Regions from separate parts of the Mus musculus genome. Here region 2 is linked to region 1. Evidence: chromatin contacts called from public promoter capture Hi-C data. All regions are on one chromosome and are shown on one strand. The core of a region is the stretch at or near the end of the contact, and the rest is flanking DNA. Distances in the headings are between cores, read along the strand shown.

Region 1 (7,541 bases), core at 417-2,916:
TAAGAGGCTCCAGGGAGCTGCTATGTGTCTTTTGCCATGTTAAGAACAGATACGATGTTCCATCTATGAAGCAGAGAGGGGGTCCTTACCAGGTACAGAATCTTCTGGCGCCTTGATCTTGGACTTCGCAGTACACTATGGGACTTTGCTCTCGTGTCTTAGAGTAGCTAAGAGAGCATCAGTGTTGTGCTAGACAGAGGAAAAGACTCAAGAACTGTGACTTTCTGCTGTGGAAAAGGAGCAGGTAGGCATGTTAGTTATCTATGTCTGACAAACAAGTCGCCTCCCTCCCGGAATTTAGCAGTGAAAATAGCAATCTGGTTACCCCAGTGTTCTCGTGGGTCAGGGTTCAGGCACAGCTTAGGTTTGAGATGGCTGCTACCCTAGCATCACCTAGGGCTGTATTCACACTGTGGTTTGGATTGGAAAGGGAGGTGAGGGCTGTTGTACTGGTTCGGCAGAGTCTCTTGGGTCTCTTTGCCTTGTGGACATATTGTGCTTCAGTTCATCATGTGGCATCTGGCTCCCTTCAGCACCAGAACACGTGTCCTGGTCCTGCTGATGCAATGTGACATTGTCTCTGCTTCATTGTCTTCACTGGGAGTAAAGTCACTAAATCCAGTCCTGGCGCAAGGGGAAGGCGATGACACATGGATACAAGGTAATCGAACAGGCCATCAGATAGATCCAGTCAGTCTATGTAGGAATTGTCCTTTTCAAGTGCAGTGACGTTGCCCAGGACCAGAGGTGACAGAGAAATTCATCACTATACACAGCAGAGTCAAGGGGTTTCATTTTGAGAGCACAATCCAGCTTTGCTTTCTACAAGGACTACGCATGATCAAGTAACTAGGAATTATTTATTTATCCATGTAGTGATGTGGGCCGAGCATCCTGGCTAATTAGGCCCTCTGGCTGAGTGCAGGGGCTGTTTCATCTTTCAAGGAAACAGCATTTATTTATGCGGATGATTATGTTCCTGTTAGTCCATGTAAAACAGTGTGTGCATGTATGTGTGTGCATGTGCATGTGTGCATGCATGTGTGTGTGTATGTGTGTGTGTGTGTGTGTGTGTGTGGTTGTACACGCATGCATGTGCATGTGTATGTGTGTCTGTGTGTTTCTATCTTCTCTGCCTCTTGGGTCCTGCTCCTCCCTGGGCCTACAGACCCCTGGGTTCACCTTTCTTCTGTCCCCCATGCCCTTTGTCAGGAGGTCACGTGTGAGGAAACAAGCCCCACATGGTTTTAATCATTTTGCTATAAAAGCTGAGCTGCTCTCTGCTTTGATCAGGGTTGAGCTATGGAGGAAGGGCTGGGGGCCTGGCTGGCCTGTCCGTGAAGCCCTCTGCATGCAGCTCCCACATCAGACCACAGCCATAAAATGGAGCACAGCTCATTAATTCTCCCTCTTAACCAGGGCACCTGACAAGAACTGACTTTGAAAACCCGGAGGACGGATGGGTGGGCGGGTGGGCGGCTCTTGGTCTAGGGGAGAAACATCTGTTTCCAGGTCCCTGGCTGTTAAATTGACATCTTTTTATTTGAAAAATTTCTTTTATTTCGCAACTTCCTGCAGTTGGCAAGGTCTCTTGTGCCAGGGGATAGACCGTATGACTTTGTGGGTGACGTGAACTGAGTGGCCTGGCTGTCCAGCTGAACAGACCTCCAGGTGCCACCGTAGGCAGCTTGGCCCTCTGTCAATTATTAAACCGGAGTTAGTGCAGAGAACATCAAACTCCGTAAAAAAGCAAAATGGCCTTGAAATTAAAAACCTTGTGAATGTCCTTGAGCCTCCATATGAGAAATATTAGTGCTGAAGAGTTATAAAATTCACCTCGAGCCCAGTATGTTTCATCACGTCTCTCCTCTCTCCACGTAGCAATCAAGCTTCCTTAATAAGAACAACTCAGACCCCTGCTGTGGTCTACAGCCTTCATCCTGCAAGCTGAGAGAGCCATTGGTAACCAAAGACCAAGGTTTGACCTTTAACCTTGAACTGTTAAAGGTCACTGACAGAGGCTGAGTTGGTCATCCTTTTATCCTAAGAAGGATGAGAGCCTGGACTTCCCAGGACAGGCAGCTGGAAGGGCTGGGGGGACCATCCTGTCTATTTCTTCTTTGTCTTGTGGGCCTGGGCATTATTTTTACCATGACCACATGGACACATAGCAGACAGCAGACATCGGTTAACCTTTGAGGAACAAAAAAGTGGATGAGCTCTAAAGGACCATTTGATGTGCGTGCGCTCATGCGCTCATGTGTGGTACTAGAAGATGTGTGTGTGTCAGTGCATCTGTGTGGAAGTGTTGGTTCCCAGGTGTGTTTCTGAAGCCGCGTGCCTGTGAGATGAGTGAGTGACTCCCTCTGTCAGGGTGTCGTTTGTGTGCTCAGGTACACAGAGAAGGACTACATGAAGCAGCGCTCTGCATTTGTGGACAGCATGACTTCCTAAAAACAACATCCTTAGTGGTTTGACTTTGCCAGTGGCTCAGCTCAGTGAAAGATTTGCAACATGCCCACTGTATCCCCGGGAAGCCCTCAGGGAGGCTGTAGGCTGACCAGTCACTTTGTCTGAGTCCCTGTCTTTCAAAACTTATCAAACCGTTTAATTTTGTGCACTGCGCTTCAGTCCCTCCCCCACCCATTTTTAAAAAGATGACTTATTTTACTTTGTGTGTATGCGTGCTTTGCCTGCATGAATGACGTTACCATGTACGTGTCTGTTGGATCGCCTGGAAATGGTTATAGATGGTTGTGACCTATCATGTGGGTTCAGGGAATAGAACCTATGTCCTCTGCCAACTAAGGGAGTCCTTCCTGGAAAGCAACTTGAAACAATGTGACACAGAGTAAACGGGCGGTTGAGCATCATAGCAACGCCTTCCATTATTTCCAAGTCTTTTCTCAAACCCCACGTCTTAAGTCAGGGTCACTATTGTTATGAAACACCACGACCACAAGCACTTTAGGGAGGAAAGGGTTTATTTAGCTTGCATTTCCACACTGTAGTCTATCATTGAAGTCAGTCAGGACAGGAGCTCACACAGGGCAGGAGCCTGGAGGCAGGGGCTGATGCAGAGGCCATGTAGGGTTGCTGCTTTGCTCCTCATGACTTGTTCAACCTGCTTTCTTATAGAACCCAGGACCACCAGCCCAGAGGTGACACCACCCACAATAGACAGGGCCTCTCCCATCAGTCACTAATTTAAAAATGCCCCACAGGCTTGCCTACAGTCAGGTCTTTTGCAGGGATTTTCTTAATCGAGGCTCCCTCCTTTCAGATGACTCTAGTTTGAGTTAAGTTGACACGAAACTGTCCAGCACACCCTGTTCTTCTGTTGACGTCTTTTATTCTTCTTTCACCACATGGTCAGTTTCCAGAGAATCATGTGCAGTCCCTTAGGCAGTGTTGGCCAGACCACTCACCCAAGCAGGAATGACCCAGAGAGCGAGGCTCTGAGGAGGCAGCCCCCTAAGCATTCCTTAATTTCTCAGCATCATGGGGTGGAGACCTGGGATAGCCCCAGGCAGTGTGTTTCCTCTTCCCTCTCTGTACTTAGCTTGGGGTGAAGAGGGGAGCCCAGATGCAAGGAAGGATCTGGTGCTAGCTTCCGATCGGTTTGGGGCCAAGCAAACAAGAAAGTCAGCATCCTGGTCACTCTGGCTTTTCTGTTGCAATGTGAATATATTAAAAGGCAACATTCCAGCTGTGCAAATCACCAGGCCATTGAAATAAAGGGTCTTTTAACTTTAACCATTAAAGATTTAACTAGTCAATAAATCCAAGTGTGTGTGGGGTTGTTTCCAAATGTTTACTACATTGCTCTTGCTTTGAATTCAGCAGCAAATGCCATGGTTGCACTTCCGTGGGAAAGACCTTCCCTTACAGTTGAAGTCGATGATGTCCCAGCCAAAGCCCAGCAAGAAGTCTCTATCTCCAGAAGGGTTGACTCACTCTCTTCTTAAATTTCCTTGGGAGTTAAGACGGCTCTGTTAGTTTTACGCACCAGTTTGCTTGCCGGATAAGAGGCCTGGAAGACCCTCTTGTTGCCACAGCTGGAACATGACTGACTAAAGTCACGCGAAATTTGACTTTTGGCATGGGCATCTTGGTGCTGGCTTTTCCAGATGCAGATTTCACAGAGGCAAAAAGGCCTATAGCTTTGGTGAAGAAAAATCTCAATGCCCTTTCTCTTAGTGTCTTCTGAGTGAGTTGGGTAATCAGGTTTTAGGCCTTGGCAATTGGGTTTCCCTCCCAAGACAGGGTCTCATTATGTAACAGCACTGGTTGTCCTGGAACTTGCTCTGTAGACCAGGCTGGCTTCCAACTCACAGAAAGTCATTTGACTCTGCCGCACAACTAGGATTAAAGGTGTGCCGCTGCCACCCCACCCCCACCCCCAGTGGCCCTGGCAATTTTAAAAAGAAATAAAGAAAAAGTTGTTATTGCGATTATTCTTCTTATTACTAGTGTTTTTACATTTCCAGCAGGCGCTGAGTCTGTTCACTAGTGAAATATGGGTTTTAATTTGCACAAACGTGAGAGCACAGAACTTAATGATCATAGCCACCATGGAGGTTAAAAAAAAATGAATAGAAGCTAGATAACTCTTGGCCATCAAAACAAAAGACAAACAGAAATCGGAAGAAGATCTGACACACTTGCTGAGTTATGTCATCCAGCTCCAGGACAGAGCCAGGTTCCAGCTGTGTGATCTTTCCTGCCCACTGACAGCTCTACAGCCCACTCCAGCACCCAAAAGGTTAAACTCAGGCTTAGACCCCCCTTTTTTTGGCCCCCAAGGGCTGTAGGGTGTTTACTCTGGGCTTCCTGTCTTTCAAAACAAACCATGTGGGAAATATTCTCTAAATTCTCCCTCTACTTGGGATACTTCCCTCTGAGGCGCTTTTACCTCTAAATAGGAGTTGATAAGCTGTCGTGATTTTGTTTAAGTGGTTTTACTTTGAGCCCAAAGATGTTTGACTTGACTGTGTCCCAGAGTAGAACTTCATAGTGGAGTACACACAGAGAGTTCAAATGGCAGGGGACACATCGGGTGGCAGCTGACCCCATGTGTTCTTAGCTTAGGTCAAGAATGGGTTGATTCATGACTGTCTTTTCCGCTATCATGACCTTGATCTTTGATTCCTGCCTTTCCATTGAGAAGGGAGTGTACCTCCCCGGGGGATAGGAAGCTTTTGCCCCCAGAGCTCTCTAGCACTATCCTTGAGCACGATGTGTCAAGGAAAACCTTGATCATGATTCTTTACCACAGTGATAGAAAAGCAATTCGGACAGTTAAGTGTTACAAGAGTATCTGCCAGAGCGGAGAGGGTAAATTCGACTCCCTGTCAAGGTTGCTGTTATTAGCTAAATTTCAAAGCCTCCTCAATGAGCCATGAGGTGGAGGTATGACAATTTTGGGGGGATCTCTTTAGTTTTCTGTAATTCTCAAATCTAAGGAACTAAGAGAGAAAAGGCGAGAGAGACTTCTCAACTGTTATTAGAAAGGTCTGCTTCCTGAGGACGTGCCAGTTTGGAGGCAAAGATATCACCTGGGTCCCTTGTACACCCGTGCAGCAGCATTGCAGGCACCCCTGATTGTTGGGCGTTGCACATTCTTGACATTTGAGGAGACAAGGCACCTAACTTCCTGAAGGACGACAGAAGTTATGGAGTGATCCCCAGTCACTCATTTGTCCGCTCATATATTAGCTAACTCACCCATCCATTTATTCACTGAGCAGATTCCACTCTAGACTTCCACATATCTCTCTACTGTGTGTTTGGCTCAAAGCTGGAAGCAGAATGAACCTAATGCCTGAGCAGATGATCAGCCAGAGTCCTCTGAGGAGAAGACGGGGGACATTGACTCCACCCTAGGAGTTACTGGATAGAGCCCCTGCTCCATGTGGATGTCCCAAACCATCGGTGATAGGGTCAGCCCTGATTCCTGTCTTTTATTGATTCCTTTAGAGTCCTTCATGGCGCCCTTCAAGCCCTCCCAACCATCTAGAACTCCGTGGTTACCTCCACATTCAGTTCATGCTTATAGAGAAGGCAGCTGAGGCTGAGGCTGTATCCCCAGAGGGTCTCCCCTCTCTGCTATTCCTCTCATGTTCCCAGCTGTGGAGTCAGAACCCAATCCCTCCTATTTGATTTTGATCCCTGGATTCTCACCTCCTTCAGAACCTACCCCTTCCGCTATATCCCTCCCTCCAGCACGTTCAGTCAGTTTCTCCTTCCCACCTGGGCTTCTGAGACAGGTCCCCAGATCGAGGTCTTTCTTCCTTTGGGTTCATGACTGTGACCTTGGAGCTTGGAGCTTGGAGCTTGGACCTTGGTAGGGGGAGGGATAGAGTCATTCTCTGAGAGCTTCTCTCTCCTGCAGTGAAACAGCCTCAGATGCAGTTATTGCCTCTTCTTTTTCCTTTTCTCTTCAAAAACTAGACATTTAAAAAGGTTGAAGTGGGCTCATGAACTTTAAGGGGTTTATTAGTTTCGAAAGCTGCATTTTCTGTTTGGAAGGAGGGAAAACGGTCGCCTTCTTTTTGGATGACGTCAATCCACAGGCGTCTGTAATTTACATTTAAAAAAAAAAAAAAACCCAAAATGTTGAGAAATAATGGAAAAGCTGCTCGAAAAAAAAAAAACAGACGAAATAAAAACGGATGGGAAATGTGTATTATACAAAAACCAGACCTGTGAGCCTGAGGCAAGACGTACTGATGACCAGGGGAGCTGATTAATGAGGCAAGCCAAAGGAATCCCCAGTGAGCCGGGATGCCCTGCGCGCTCTCTTCAGGACCACAGACGCCTGGGCGCTGGCATGTCATTTCCCACGCACGACATCACGGATGGTTCTCATTCTGAAACGTTTGGACTCCTGTTGTTTCTGCCCTAGGAGAAAGGACCCCTGGATCCGACGGAGTTGACGATGGGGGAGTGGAGGCAAAAGGAGCCAGGAGTCTTGCAGGAGGAGACCCTGCTGTGCCCCAGCCTCAGTTTCTCTTACTCAGAAATAATTTTTTCCTTTTATATCTTTGTCTTATTTAGTTCCTTCTTTAGTTTCTACCTTTTCATCTTTCTCTGAGGGGAAAAAAAAAAGGAGAGGAAAGTCAAATCGCAGGTCATGGCAGGATGTACTTATTTCTGATAATCTTCTAATAGAATCACTTCATTAGAGCAGAGAAACCTGCCTCTCAGTTACAAATCAAATATTTATTTACAAAATAACTCTGTTTCGATGTGTACCTTTTTGTACATCCTGTCTCTCGGTGCTGTGTGATTTGACATACCTTAGGCAAATATATTAAGACTATATCACAAGTTTGATGGCATTCGACTTTGGAGACTCAAAGAGACTAAAAGTGATGTGATTCATACCACCTGCTTTGTCGAGGCCAGAAGGGCAGACACACAAGTCTCCATGGTCTCTGTTAGCAGGGGTATCAGTGTGGGCAGTTAGAATGAGATGCCCCTCAGAGATCTCAGGCATTTGATGGCTTAGCCCCCAGTTGGTGGCAGTTTACCAAGTG
Region 2 (7,545 bases), core at 2,402-4,901, 36 kb before region 1:
CCCTGATCCTGTCCCACCAGAGAAGATAGACTCAGTCTTAGTCTACCAGATTACCTGGGCTGTGCCTTGAGGGACAAGGGGGCCGCCCTGGGGACCCTCTTTCTCTCTCCCTCCATATCCCCAGTCAGCCCAGGAAGGCCCCAGACTCAGGATGGACTTTGGGGACGGTAAAGAGCAGCCCTGAGGCCTGGTTCTCATTTTCTTGCTCCAGTGTGAGCCTTTGTGGGAAACTTCTGAAGGTTATTAAACACCCAGAGGTCGTTAAATGCACTATTAACGAGGTATTAATCAACACCCCTCAGGAAAAAAAAAGACACCATTAACCCCACCACCACCACCACCACCACCAGGAAGCATGAAGCTGAGGAGTTGTATCTTTTGTTCTTTTGGGGAAGAGAAATTCAGTCTAGCATGGTCAGAATCTGCAGCCCAGGCTGGCCTGGTGAGGTCCGAGGATGATGGGGTGGGGAGAGGGAAGACTCTTGTGCCCTTTGACCCCGAGTGGCAGAGGCATCTATCCTGGGAGGAAGAAAGTATGTGGAGAATAAAGAGGGTCCAAAAGACAGGAAGATCCCCAGGTGGCCAGAGTCTGTGCTGGGCAAGGCACAGTGGCCCTCCATGGCTGCCCTGTATTCCACTAGGAGAGCCCACAGTGTAACTTCAGGCTACCCAGAGCTGGGTCTCAGGAGCCTGCCATACTTTAGAAAGTCCTCTGGCTCCTCCCTAGGTCAGCAAACAGTCAAACGGTTTTGAACTTTTAAATGATTAGGAGCTATTAAAACAACGTGGTGTCTAGTTCCCGGCACACACCGTTCTAAGGCCTTTTGAGCCTTCTGAGTCTTTTGAAGACCCACGGCAGGCTGTGCTGGCCACAGAGGCAGCCTAACTGAAGAAGTCAGAAGGGACATGGCGTGGTGGTCAGAGAACGAATGAGAGGATCTCATCCCCAAAGCTGTCCCCAAGTCCCCTAGGGACTTCCACTTTCTCTAGGACTCGAAATCCTTCTGTCCTAGGGGTGTTCGCTCCTCAGACTGGAAGTCTCACAAACAATCCTGAGAGATGCCATGCTGGAGAAGGCATGGGCGAGACATGTTCCCTTGTAATGTCTTGTCTTTCTCTGGTGCCCTCATTACTAGGGGTGGGGGGTGGGGGCAACGTTACAGACAAGGACCACTCTGTGGATCTGGTTGTAGGTGTAGTCGGTGGAAATGCATGGTGGAAATGCATGGTGAGGCCATCAAGGGAGGAATCCCTATGGCTAGGAAGGCCCAACTGAATGACAAACCTGTCCTGAGAAATGGCCTTGAACAGTTAACAAACACCAAATGCCCCGCTAAGTCACTTGGTCAAGGCCTCTCCATCCTCCTCAGAATCTGGCTGGCACCTCAGGGTTTCCAGAAAATTCCCAAGAACCCAGAAGAGGGAAAAAAAAAACAACCAAGATCCTCCCAGTTAGAATGGCCACGTAACCAGCCGCTCACTCCCTTAAGCTCCAGTCACAGTGTTAGCCATGCAGCCAGACATAAACACACACAATGGGTGTTTGGGACCAAATGCAGGGCCTGGGACCTTGACAGAACTTGTCACAAGAGTATGGCCAGGACTGGGGGCATTAGTTCTAGGGAGACTTGGAGCCACTAGGAGTACAAGTAGTATTGTGGCCTCTTTATTCTGTGGTCCACAGATCCCTCGAGGCCTGGGGCCCCCTTCTCAGTGCTGAGGGAAGAAAAGATGGACTGCTGTGCCTCTGGCCAGCTCTTTGGGTATAGAAAAGTGACTCTGAGGGTGGGTGGGTGGTATGGACAGCTGGGGGGGGGGTTGCACACACTTATGTTACCCAGCCAAGAGCAGTCAGGGGTCCCCTTTCAGTCACCTCACACATATGCATAGAGAGTAAGTAGTCTTATCCAAGGCAGAGAACTCAGAGAGGGGAAGTGGGTTTATGTTTGGATGGCGGTGGCATTGTGAAGGTCTGTTCTAAATGCAACCTTGGATGGACGAGATGTGGGGGTGCATCCTTCTTGCCTGTGCCCCCAATGAACAAGGACAGAGTTTCTCGCTAGGAAAGTATGCATCTAGCTTTTTGAACCGTCTAGCCTCTTGGCTAAGCACACTTGCAAGAGTGTGGTATTCATACTAGCAGACCTGGAGTCTTCTGGCCTACAATCCTGAGGCTTCCCCTGTGGTTCAGCTGGACCCACTTGAAGTCCCAGGGAAGCCTGTGGTCACTTCTGGGAAAGGCTGTGTATTTTCTGGCCTCTTTTATCCCTTTCAATGGCCTGTGAGCCCAGTGAGAAATGAGGGTCTCCCTGAAGATCAAGTCAGATCCATGGTCTCCTTTTGGGCCCCTCCCATACCCACTGAGGCTTAACATCACCTCCAAAGCCAGACGTGTCGCTGGACTTTGAAAAAAGTATGGTTCAGGCTCTACCAATATGGGGGATCCTATTTCTGCATCTGGGAGCTGACTGAAGCTGGATGTTGGAGTTGGACCTGAGGTCACTATGACTGGAGATAATACTCCACCAGCTTTAGCCAGCAGCAGGGTCCTCTGTGGTCACAACTCCTAATCACTGCCTTATCACCAGCTTGGGACCCTTCTGGTCCTTGCCTCTGTCTTTACGGGATGCGTTTAAGCTGGTACAGGGTTCTACCCAAAGGGTGAGAGACCCCGGCAGGGTGGTGCTGAGTGTGGTTCCCTAATCTGGGTTCTGCACCTAGCTGCAACTGGGCAGTCTTGGACGCCCTGAGACTTATTTACTCCGTAAGACCAAGGAGTCTTTCAGAGTGGCCAGCCAGCCCCCTCATCCCGGAACCCCACTGTCGTACCTGCAGCACGTTGGGGTGCCGCAGCCGCTCCAGCAGCACCATCTCTTTGAGCAGCTTGTGGGCCGCCAGGCGATAGCAGCCCCTTCGCGCCCCGAACTCGCGCACGCAGCTGCCCAGATCGTGGCCGCTGAAGTCCACTGCTTTAAGCGCCACCGCGGCGCCGCCGGGCAGGCGGACCCGGTACACAGCCTTAGTGTAGCCTGAGCCCACGTACTGCGCGCCAGACACGTTGCGGAGCGCGGCGCAGCCTAGGCGCGGGCCCGGGCCGGGGGAGCCCGGGCCGGGAGCAGGGGGCCAGCCCGGAGCGCCGTCGGGCGGGGACCGGACCCGCGGGGGCCGGGGACGCTGCAGGCCCGGCCCGCCCGGAGCCAGGTCCATCAGGCGCCGCCGCTCTGGCCGGCCCGCTCCCGGCCCCGGCCCCCCGCGGGAATAGCGCTGCACCTCCTCGTAGCGCTCCCGGATCTGCCGGGCCAGCTCCCCACGGCCCCCGCGACGGCCCGGGCCCGGGGCTGCCGAGGACCCCGGGGACTGGCCTGGCCGCGGAGGCTCCGAGCCCGGTGCGAAGAGCACGTTGAGGACGGAGCCCAGCAGGAAGGAGGCGCAGAAACCAGCGGCCACGGCCGCCCGCCGGCGCCGCATCGCTCCCCTCCCCCCGGCCGGCCGCGCGCCGCTCCCCGGCCCCGGCCCCGGCCCCGGCCCCGGGCGGCTCAGGCTCCGAGGCGACTCGGCTTCGCGCCGCGCCGGCCCCCTGCCCAGCCCGCGCGCATGGCCCGGGCAGCCCCGACCCCGGCCCCCGGCGGGCGGCACATCGGCCTGACACTTGCCTCCCTCCCGCCCTGCCCCCGCCGCTTATAAGGCCCGGAGCCACCCCCGCGCCCGCCCCTCCGCCAGCGCCTCCCCGCGCCCGGCCGAGCCAGTCCTCGGCGCCGCCCCCTCTGGCCGCCCGGGCCGGCCTTCCCCGCTGACTGACAGCGGGACCTCCTCCCGCGGCCAGCCGGGCCTGGGAAGCGGCGCGGAGGCGGCTCCGGCCCTGCCCGGCGCGCGGCCCCCCGAGCTCGGGTTGGGGAGCGGGGGAGGGGGAGGGGGCGGCCGCGCGCAGGGCTTCCAAGCCCGAGGCCAGGCTGGATAACGGGACCCGGAGGCCGAAAGCGGAGCTGGCCGACCTGGTGCGGGGAGTTGGAGGGGCGAGGCCGGCGGGTAACGGGCTCCAAGGGGCAAGCCGCCAAGGCCCGGGTGCGGGGATCTCAGGGGTACACGCTGCCTCCTGGGGGAGGTGGGGAGTCGGGGCTGCAGTGCAGTGCGCAGGGGTTCCTCCTTCTGCGGGTGAGGCTGCTCTGGGACAGCCCGGGTTCAGGGTGTGATGAAGGGCGGCGCACTGGGGAGGCTGCCCCGCACCTGCGAGAGCGCGAGGGGTGGGGACTGTGGTCTCAGAGTTAATCAGGAGGTTTCGGAAGAATTCTTTTTTTTTTTCAACTGTCTTCTACCAGGACTTTCTGATTTTCCTGGTTCCCGAATCCCCACATCTCGACAACACAGCTCCATCCCCATCCCCGAGAACCTCGATCTTTGACCCGCCAGTAGGGGGTCGGAACCGTATACAGCGAGTGCATTAGTGTCCACGCACATCTGTCTGTGGAATGTGTGCATCCGCATGTCCCGAGGGGCTACTGTGTCTCTAGGATGGGAGTGAGTGTGTGCCCTGTGTGTTAGTGCTGACTCCATCAGAACTTCTGGTCCCTCCTCCTCCCTCCCTGATTGCATCATTAGTGCTAATTGAGGGGCTTTCACACGCCAGTGCATTAGCTGTTTGGAGTGAGCTCCCCCCTCCTGCGAGATAAGCTGCCGCCCCTCCCCCTCGTGGCTCTCCACTTCCCTAGGGCACTGAAACTGTCCACCGAGGTCGTCTCACTTCCTCAGGCTCCCTCCTGCTTTGCTCTGGGCAGGAAAAAGTTATCTCTCTTCCTGCAGTGCCGTGGATTCGGCTGGAGCGACGGCATATGGGGTAAAATTTAGGGGCTGGAGAAAGAATCCAGAGCCGCCTTTCTGAGGGGCTTTCTAGGAAGGAGGGGTTTTCCCTCAAGAGGTCTCCTGTTCCTATCCAACGCAGGGAGGAACTCTGTGACAGGGAATAAAACTTGCGGCTAGCTCTTTTGGAAGTTCAGCCTGTGATCGCACTGAGGTAGGCCTTCTGGCTCTGACTGACTTCTTGGTCCCCTAAAACTCAGAAAGTGGGGACCATGCTGAGTTATTCGTCATGGGAAAGGCAGGTTGAAGGAGGCCATGATTCCCCCTGAGAGATTTGGGTGGGTTTGATGGAGTGTGCGCTATAGGTCTGTTCCTGTTTAAGCTGCCCCGCCCAGCTCTGGCCCATAGCTGCTGGGAGGTTGGGGAGGGGGCTGTCTGAGCAGATGCCCTCCCCAGCCCTCACACCAGATGTCTTTGGTCTAATTAACTGTGCTGGGAAAACCAACCTGGGTTTGTAAACATAGCTACTGGCTAAAGTCAACAGGGAACAGGAGCAAACAGTCCCCTTCACTGAGCCTCATCTAGACCCAGCACCCCAGGGAAGGGAGCTGGGGGGGGGGATCAGAAATGCCCTGGCCCACAGATGAGTCAAAGAAAGACTGTCTGCCTGGGTGACCCCAACGTGACTACTATTCCCTTGCTAGTTCTACAGTGTCTACTCAAGAAGTGTGAGGACCAGCTAGCTACCATGCCCAGGAGAGGTTTGACTTCTGGCGGTTTCACCTCTGATGGCTGCACAACCAAACACTGTGTATGTGTGTGGCATATTTCTTGAAAAGCTTTCTTCAGATCCTCTGCATGTTCATGTCTCGGAGAAGCGTCCGTGGGGAAGGATTTGGCATCGTGAGTGTACAGCTCAGAGTTGGTGAATAGAATGTGAACATTGTTAACTTCATTACACATCATGTAGGTATTATAATAACATGTTCTGAAATTAGATAATTATTCCTGTGATATCTCTGCCAAGCTTTGGTGTTTCTGTTATGGTTTGAAAGTTCAGTGCACAACAGGGCCAGAGAAATAGGCACCAGTGTTCGCCTGGTGCCTACCCAGAACCCCGAAAGCAGGGTCCTCATGTAGAGAAACAGCGACCCTTCAGTTGTATTGACTCACATTTACTGTTTCCCTCAGCCCCCAGGGAGACACATAGACATCAAGACATGCATGCTCAGCCACAGAAATAGGATTTTTGCTCCTAAAAGGAAGAGATCAAAGCTTTGAACCAATTAGAGTTTCTGAATTGACAGACTTTAACCAATTTTTGATTGTTTGCCTGTCTGTGTGTGTGTGTGTGTGTGTGTGTGTGTGTGTGTGTGCCACCCAGGAAGAGGAGTTGTTTCAAAGAATTGGAAAACAGAAACACTATGCAATCCTGCTGTTTCCTCATTTTTATTTGCCCAGCCACTCAAAAACAGGCTAGGCAGGGCCCATATCACAGCCTGGGCCTCACAGGCCTGTGTCCAGCTCAGGGCCCACACCACAGCCTGGGCCTCAAAGGCCTGTGTCCGGCTCAGGGCCCACACCACAGCCTGGGCCTCACAGGCCTGTGTCCAGCTCAGGGCCCACACCATAGCCTGGGCCTCACGGGTCAGTGTCCAGCTCAGCCCTGGTTCTGTTTTCTCAACAGCTTTCAGACAGCAGCATCTTCTTGATCCCACTCTTTACCAGACTCCTCACCACACACAAGAGCCTTCAGACCAGCATTAGCTCAACAAGGCTTCATGCTTTAGACTTGCTATGTTTTCTTTCTTTCCTCCTTTTCCCCCAATTCCACACACTAGTCAGACACCAGTGCTTGGGAAGGAAGCAGCTGGCCTAGACTCTAAAAGGTCACCTTTTCTGGGAAATAGTTCATCGGTAATTTCTTTCTTCAGGACATCACATCCTCCCAGCTTGCCCGTGTTGAAGAACTCCGTTTCTTTCAACCCAGGTCGCTAATGCCTCTGTTGGAGAATTGTTTTCCTCTCAAAACAACCAGGGGATGAGCTGAACTGGTAACTCAGGCTTCCATGGGCTTCCGGTAGCCCTCTATGCAGCCTGGCACCCCAACTTTCCACCAGCCGGAAGAAAGCTACACTCCTCAGCCTGAGGCAGGTGCTTTCTTCCAGGCCATCTTCTACCTTCCTGAAGTGCCTTCTCCTGGTCCTTTGGTCCCTTCCTTTGTCTCAGCTGCATGTGCAAGATTTTATAGAAAGTAAAGACAATCCTTCCATTACCAGGGTATGCAGGGCCCTGGAGGATGTATTGTTGGAATTCTGTGGCTTTCTTTCCTTTAAGAATGTACAGAATCCCTTGCTCAGGTCTAGGAAAGGCTGCGTAAAGAACTCTGGATTTGGAGTAATGTCCCAGTTGACATTCCGTAGACAAGGTAGTCAACCCTTCTCTGTATTATGGTAAGTCCTCAGTATGTGTAATTATATAATTAATTATAGCAAACAGACATGTTTGCTGTGCTAGACAATGTGCTTGTCTGCGATTCTTCTTCAAGGCCGAAGCAACTTTGGCTCCGTTACCCCTGGTTTTCCACGGGAGAAATCCCTCGGCCTTCCAGGCTCCCTTTGAGTTGGAGTATTGTCTTTCCCCGGAATCAGCAGAGCGGCAAGCAGTTCATCAGACTGACTCTCCTGTACACTGCAATGGTTGCCAGAAGGCCTGGACCCAGCCTTCTGATACCACAGTAACCAAGAGTCC

Evidence for each region. Promoter capture Hi-C pulls out the DNA fragments that hold promoters and counts their contacts.
Region 2: a promoter capture Hi-C map of liver shows a contact between it and region 1. The contact joins the promoter of Pkdcc here to the enhancer-like site in region 1. A contact is called at or near these places in 3 of 39 promoter capture datasets (3T3-L1-derived adipocytes and liver), 12 of 484 Hi-C or Micro-C datasets (the N1E-115 cell line, liver, nephron progenitors and 1 more), 7 of 115 datasets of contacts at active chromatin or transcription factors (bone marrow-derived macrophages, embryonic fibroblasts, embryonic forebrain and 3 more) and 1 of 9 other capture datasets (adipose tissue).

What each region holds. Positions count from the first base shown.
Region 1 is chr17:83,173,101-83,180,641 of GRCm38.p6, reverse strand. No RefSeq gene overlaps it. Among named protein-coding and RNA genes, the nearest start is that of Gm34686, 38 kb to the left of the region's middle. Within about 2 kb of position 1,666, at least 28 of the 459 cell types and tissues checked have an H3K27ac peak or open chromatin away from gene starts, as enhancers often do. A contact at or near this core is called in 3T3-L1-derived adipocytes, the N1E-115 cell line, adipose tissue and 2 more, where this site is marked.
Region 2 is chr17:83,211,389-83,218,933 of GRCm38.p6, reverse strand. It overlaps Pkdcc (protein kinase domain containing, cytoplasmic), which reads right to left and starts at 3,651. Exons shown (of 7, transcript NM_134117.2): 1 at 2,830-3,651. The coding sequence starts at 3,468. Gm34686 (a long non-coding RNA gene) reads left to right here and starts at 3,800. Exons shown (of 3, transcript XR_001782234.2): 1 at 3,800-7,545.